Regions from separate parts of the Urocitellus parryii genome. Here region 1 is linked to region 2. The links are chromatin contacts, called in public Hi-C maps. All regions are on one chromosome and are shown on one strand. Each heading gives the region's core, a stretch centred on a gene start, on an enhancer-like site or on the middle of the called end of the contact. The rest is flanking DNA. Distances are from core to core; before and after follow the strand shown.

Evidence for each region. Hi-C and Micro-C count contacts between places; a contact is called where the count stands out from the background.
Region 1: a Hi-C map of liver shows a contact between it and region 2, with 4 times the contacts expected there. The contact joins the promoter of Hivep2 here to the promoter of Adat2 in region 2. A contact is called at or near these places in 2 of 2 Hi-C or Micro-C datasets (liver and muscle).

Annotation. Positions count from the first base shown.
Region 1 is chr8:22,603,055-22,606,219 of mUroPar1.hap1, reverse strand. Hivep2 (HIVEP zinc finger 2) reads right to left here and starts at 1,557. Exons shown (of 11, transcript XM_077802093.1): 1 at 1,205-1,557.
Region 2 is chr8:22,166,123-22,169,404 of mUroPar1.hap1, reverse strand. Adat2 (adenosine deaminase tRNA specific 2) reads right to left here and starts at 1,885. Exons shown (of 6, transcript XM_026397614.2): 1 at 1,730-1,885. The coding sequence starts at 1,825. Pex3 (peroxisomal biogenesis factor 3) reads left to right here and starts at 2,034. Exons shown (of 12, transcript XM_026397598.2): 1 at 2,034-2,287. The coding sequence starts at 2,215.

The sequences.
Region 1 (3,165 bases), core at 308-2,807, 440 kb before region 2:
CCGGTCCCCGGCCAGACGCACAGACAAACACGCATGCAAACCGCCCCCACCCGTCTCCGCGCGCCCGGGTCCAGCCGGCGGCGGCTGGAGCCACTCTGCGGCCGGTGCACCAGCAAGGCGAGGGCGCCTCCGCCTGAACCTTCCATCGAGACAGTCCCCTCCTTCCTCGCTTCCTTCCTTCCTTCTCTCTTTCCTTCCTTGCTCGGGAGGAGAAAATAGACATAGAAATGCCCACAGCCAGAGTCTTCCCCGCGCTCGCTCGGCCGCAGGCCGGCGGCCCGGCCCTTGCGCCGCCAGCCCGGCCGCCCGCGCCGCCCCCGACCCGCGCAGCGCGCCCCGGCCCCCTCCCCCGCTACCTGACAACGGGCCGCCGGCGGCCGCGGCAGCCGCAGCGGTGGCCGGGCGGTGCGCGCCGGTGCACGTCCCTCATTAGTAACCAGGCACATTCCTGCCTCCAGCGCTCCCGCGCGGCCCCCTCCCCCCAGGACATTACGCAAAGCAGCCTGCCCTCATCTGCATAGATCCTCGGCCAGGGTATTCCCCGCATTTCCCAACGCGCCGGACCCCCCTCCCGAGGTCTCTCCCATCCCCGCCCCCTCCGACCCTCACCCTTCGGAAACCGGGAAGGGGCCGGGGGCGCGCGCCGAAGAGGGGGCGCCGGAGTTCCGCGGCAGCGATTTCAGTATAAAGTGAAACAAGCTTCTAACGCTGAAGGAGGCAGGAAAAACACAGCGCCGAGGCCACTTACCGAGCCGAGGAGGGACCTAGATTCCCGCCGCTCTGCTCTCTGCCAGTAGCGGGTCCGCCCTCCACGCACCCGGGGCTGCACCCAGCACCCCAGAGTCGAGGCGTGGAGGGAAATTGTTAACCAGCCAGGAGACCCTCCAAGTTGCTGCGGGCTCCGAGGAGCTTCAACGTCCAAGACACAACTTGGCAAATACTTGTGCCACAGTCACTGAAGATGTTTTTGCGGAGACCCTCCTCCGCCGAGGAGAGACAGCGCTCCGCGGCGCCCCGCTCTCCGGCTCTCCACCCCCTCACCTCCAGCCCGCCTCCCGCCGGCCGCCCGCCTCCGGGCCGCGAGCCCCTCGGGCGGCTGTCAGCTCCCGGCTGCTGCTGGGTGACAGGGGCCAGAGGAGGGTGCGACGCGGCGACCGAGCCCTAGCCAGCGAGGGGGATCCTCGCAGCCGCGGTGGCCGCTCACCTGGAAAGTCACCGCTGAGAAGGAGGAGGAAGAGGAGGGAGAGGAGGAGGGGAGGAAACCCCCCTGGTGCCCTTGTTCTCGCTGCCGCGGCGGCCGCTCCTCGCCAAGGCTGAGCGTGTCTGGTGGGGGGTGTCTGGTAGCATTTCCTTAAGGACAGAGGGAGGGCGGGCGCGGAGGGAGGGAAGAGATCCCGTCCGCCAGCCCAGGCTCCTCTTGCCTATATTTATTTTTCTGACACTATACAAAGATCGGCCCGGGGCAGGGGCCGCCAGGCTGGGGCAGGAGCCGGCGGGGCTCGGGCCGCAGTTGTCTGCGTGCGGGAACCGCAGCGGCCGCCTCCCCTCCCGGGCAGTGGACGCACCGGGTTATTCCTGGCAGCGCCTCCCCGAACAGAAGTTACTAGGAGGAGTGCGCGGCGAGGGCGGGCGGGGGAGAGGCGGGGGGGAGGGAGGAAGAGGGAGAGACTCAGCCAGCGACGTCATCGGATCCCCCAGCGCGTCCCCGGGAGGGAGGCTGAACCAGAAAAACCAGTCTGGAGCCGGCGACCAGAGAGGGATGTGCGGCGCGCTGGGCGAGCGGGAGGGAGGCGGCCGGGAGGGCAGGCTACTGCCACTTGGCGCGGGAAGCTCGCCGCTGCGCTCCCGCTCGATGGGAGCGGGGAACTCCCGGGAGAGCGGGTCTCTGCACGTCTTGCAGAAACACTTGGGCGCTGAGAAGCCTGAGAATTTCCTTTAAGAATGTGGAAACCTCCTTCGTTCCCACCCCTTCCCATCTACCCCATTTCACATATACGCGTTCCCTGCTTTCCTAGCAAACAGAATTATATAATTAGTATTGTCCTTAGATTTTTGTCCAGGTACCCCTGATCCTTTGCCTCTCCCATGCTCTACTATTTTATCGGTCAAGAGAAACAAAATGAAACTATAACTCCTGGCTCTGTTTCTGGAGCTTTGCAAAGTGTTTTACTAGCATTTTCCGTGCCCCCGAGGAAACGCGAACTTTTCATGCGCTCGAAATCCCCCTCAATTGCTTTCCCTGGGATCACTCCCCTGGGTGCCCTGGGCGCACCCAGATAGAGGAACGCAACCCGCCCACATTGGGATGTTCAAATAGGCTCGGGTTGTAGCACCCAGAGCAGCTGCAGGTTTCCTGGTGGGCGGCTCTGGGACCTAGGGCTGGGGGCGAACTGCCACCACCAGCCGCGCTCTTCCCTTTCCTCGGAAAAGACCGGAGTGAAATCTCACCCAGTCCTGGGAAAGCGGTGCGTGCGGGGGAAGGGAATCCCAAGCGAGGAGGGGTACCCGGGGTTCTGGCTTTCTCCCCCACCCAGAAACACCCGGGGGACACCGGGGTTCCCTTGGGCCGTTACCCTCCCTGTGGACTCCCGTGCACCCTCTAGGGAGGTTCCCAGGAGGCCGCTGTACCCCAAAGCGATTAGCGGCTGCTGGGCTGAGCGGGCGGCCGGAGTGCCTCCTCTAAGTGGTCTCGGAGCCTGGCGGGGACCACGCGGCGCCCCTGCCGGGTGCCCAAGCCGCTGCGCCCCGCCAAGCGGAGCTGGCGCCCGGGGCGCCGCGGGCCGTAGCAGCCCTCCCCACCCCCAACCCCCAGCCGCGCCGCCGCCCTGCCCCGGGCAGAGTAAACAAGAGAAGCGCAAGATTTGACCTGGCGCGACCCGGCTTTCTGGCCGGGGTTCCCCCTGAGCAGGTGACTCCGTGGGAGGGGTGGAAATTAGTCTCTGGAATTCCGAGCCAAAGACATTAACTGTGGTTCTGCTTTTAAGGCAGGTATTTCACCAATAACTGCGGAATGTTTTGCGTCTCGAGTTTCAGAATTCGCCGAAAGGAACCAAATGACAAGACATATAAAATATTCCTTTCCCCTTTCATTAAAAATGAATACAATTCAAAAGCAAGGACAGCCCCTTCAACAACTGGGAGAATAGCGCCTCTGGTTTCGCTTCG
Region 2 (3,282 bases), core at 636-3,135:
AAAATGGGTATGTTTGTTTGTATATAGTTACATGCTGAAAATCTGATCAACAATAGACTGCATGTGACAATGGTCTACAAGACCATAATGGAGTTAAAAAAATCCTATTGCCTCTGGGTGGTGGTGGCACATGCCTGTAATTCTAGTGACATGGGAGGCTGAGATAGGAGCATTGCAATTTCAAAGCCAGCCTCTGCACTTAGTGAGGCCCTAAGCAATTTAGATCCTGTCTCAAAATAAAAAATAAAAATTGCTGGGGATGTGGCTCTGGTTAAGTGCCTGGGTTCAATCTCTGGTACAAAAAAAAAAAAATCTAATTGCCATGAGATGTTGTAATAAAATTGCACCACACACTACTCAGAGGTTTGTAGTTATGCTAGTAGAAACAACCCTACTTGCACTGCCGGTCTGGTGAAAATACATAAAGCTTGATAATGATGATCATCTACTATGTTACTTGTTTAAGTATTTACTACATTTTTATCATTACAGTATATTCCTTCTACCTGTTAAAAAAAAGTTAACTGTAAAACAGCAGAGGCACAAGATGTGGAGGTGGAAGACAGTGGTATTGGTACGACCTCCTGTAGGCCTAGGCTATTGAGTGTATTTGTGTCTTAGTTTTTCTTTTTTTTTTTTTAACAAAAAGTTTAAAAAGTTACAGTAAGCTAAGGTTAACACATTGAATGGCGAAAAAAATATTTTTCTAAAATGTAGCCTAAGTGTAGAATGTTTGTAAAGTCTACACTGTATACAACAATATCCTATTTCACTCACTGACTCACCCAAAGCAAGCTCTGTTCAAGGCATATGCCCTATACAGGTGTTCAATTTTTAAATCTTTTGCACTGCATTATTACTAAGTTTTCTATGTTTAGATACACCAACACCTACCATTGTGTTACAATAACTTACAGTATTCAGTTCTGTAACATGCTAAATGGATTGTAGCCTAGGAGTTACAGGCTTGCCATATAGCCCAGTGTGTAGGAGGAATGCTAAGTACACTCTATGATGTTCACACAGTGATGAAATTGCCTCAGGAGGCATTTCTTGGAATGTGTCCTAGTAGGCTGTACATATATACACCATACAAACTTTAATCCCAATTAAGAAGCTCATTGGCACACACAAATAAGAGTAAAGCTTGGATAATACCCAAATATGATTCGCCCTCCTCAATCAGCAATGCTACACAGGGCTAGGGAAGGAAGCCAGAGGAGAGCGGAAAGTCCTGTAGACTATGAATGAATGAATGAATGAATGAACGAACGAAGGAACGAACGAAAGAGAGGCACGCTGATTGTACAGGCACGCATTTCAAACTGTTCCCCATAAGAAACAGTTCAACTTTCTTGCTTCTACTAGATACGTTTGAGGGTCCCAAATACAAACTCCTGTGACTTGTAGATTTGGGACTGTGCGTCCATGGGAAGGAAGGAGAGGCAGCGCGGACCAAGGAACAGCTGAAGGGCTACATTAGCACCTACTCCTTGACACCAACACAAATAATTTCTGTACTTTTCTCCTTCCCTTTCTCCGGGAGCCACTGTGAGAAAAGACTTTTAAAAAATTATGAGAGTAAAGCCAGTCGATTACCCAGAAAATTTGAGCGCCATTAAGATGATGGTGTGAAGCAGCGCGCCTGGGAGTTTTGCTGGAAAACCAGGCTAGGGATGGGGCTGGAGAAAGTTCGCACCGGCAGCACCCACCCTCCCATGCTCCTCACCATCTGCATCGCCTCCTCCATCCACTTTTCGATCTCCTCTGCTGACACCACGCACGAGCCGTCTGGGGCCGGCGAGGAATCCACCTTTGCCTCCATACCGCACCCGCGCGGGACCTCAGGGTGTCAGAGGCCGAGACCCAAGGGGAGCAGGGACTGCGGAACGCAGTGTAAATGGGCCATCGTTTCCGGGGGACAGGAGAAGGCCAGGGCACGCGGGAGCAATTTCCCGACGGACCTGGGAGCTCCGGACCAGTGAGCGGCGACGGCGGCGCGGCGGCAGCGACAGAAAGCGCAGCTGCTCTGTAGTCCACGCCCCCTTCCCGCTCTGGTGACAGCCTCTGCGGAAAGTCGTGTTTGTGATTTCTGGAGAGCACCGAGAGGGACGACGGCGATCCTGCCGGGTCTTCCGGCCCAGGTGACAAAGAAACGGTTTCCTGGTGAACCTGTCCCGCACCCCAAGAAGCCCGCACCCCCAGCGCCTGAAGATGCTGAGATCTATGTGGAATTTTTTGAAACGTCACAAAAAGAAATGCATTTTCCTGGGCACAGTTCTTGGAGGTGGGTGACAGCGTGCTTGGAAAGGGGCACTGGGAGAAAGAGGTGGAAGAGAGGTGGCTTTCTTCCAAAACAGGGAGAGGCCAGGATATGTAGAGGCTACGGATGTGGAGCGGCATGGCAAACCTCCAGGGTTCTTTCCATCTCTCCAGTTTCTACGTCCTTTGCCCTGTCACTGCCCCTCACTCTGCTTCTCTCTCCACCCCCTACCCCCCCCCCCACGGAACTTGGAGAACGTACCACAATTAAGTTTTTTTTTTTTCCAGGCATTCTTTTTAATTCTCTTTGTTGCTTTCTTGTGATCGCCTTCATTTCTTTTTGGCACTCTCAGTACTTTGGCTTTCACCCTTTATTGGAGTTTCATAACATTCTAAGGGAGTTATCTGAAGTCTGTACTTTGGGTGGTGTTTAAAGATAACTTGACTTTTTAAAAAATAGCACGTTGTACTGAAGAAAGATATGTACTAGATAAAGAAAAGCAAATCAATATTTCAGCTCTGGTTCTGCCATTTTAGATAAAATTATGCAGCAACAAAATGCTTAGGATTAGGATGTTGTGCAATCTTCTCAGGATTGTGAAGGTTGGAATCAGTGCACATCTAGGTAACACAACTGAAATCACTGGCTGAAAGGAGATTTAGAAACAGATTTTACTTAAAAATCTTGAGACCCTTTTCCATCATATGACATTCATGTCATAGCATTCAGGAATTTGAAGGAGAAATTAAAAAGCCTTTTGAATTATACAAAAAGGAAATTTAGGAACTTTAAGAGAATGTTTTTGAACTTGAGGGTTTGAGAATTTTTTTTTTATCACCAACTACATGTTTAGGTTACATAAGTACTTAAACATCAAGGACAGACGTTTCCCAAAGAACTTGGTTGCTATTGTCTTACTTTTTGATTGTATTCTATTATGCCCAAACAATTTGAAATTAATAATACCATTATACCAGTAATTCAGATATGATGATTCTTTGTGGTTTGAGATAGGGTTT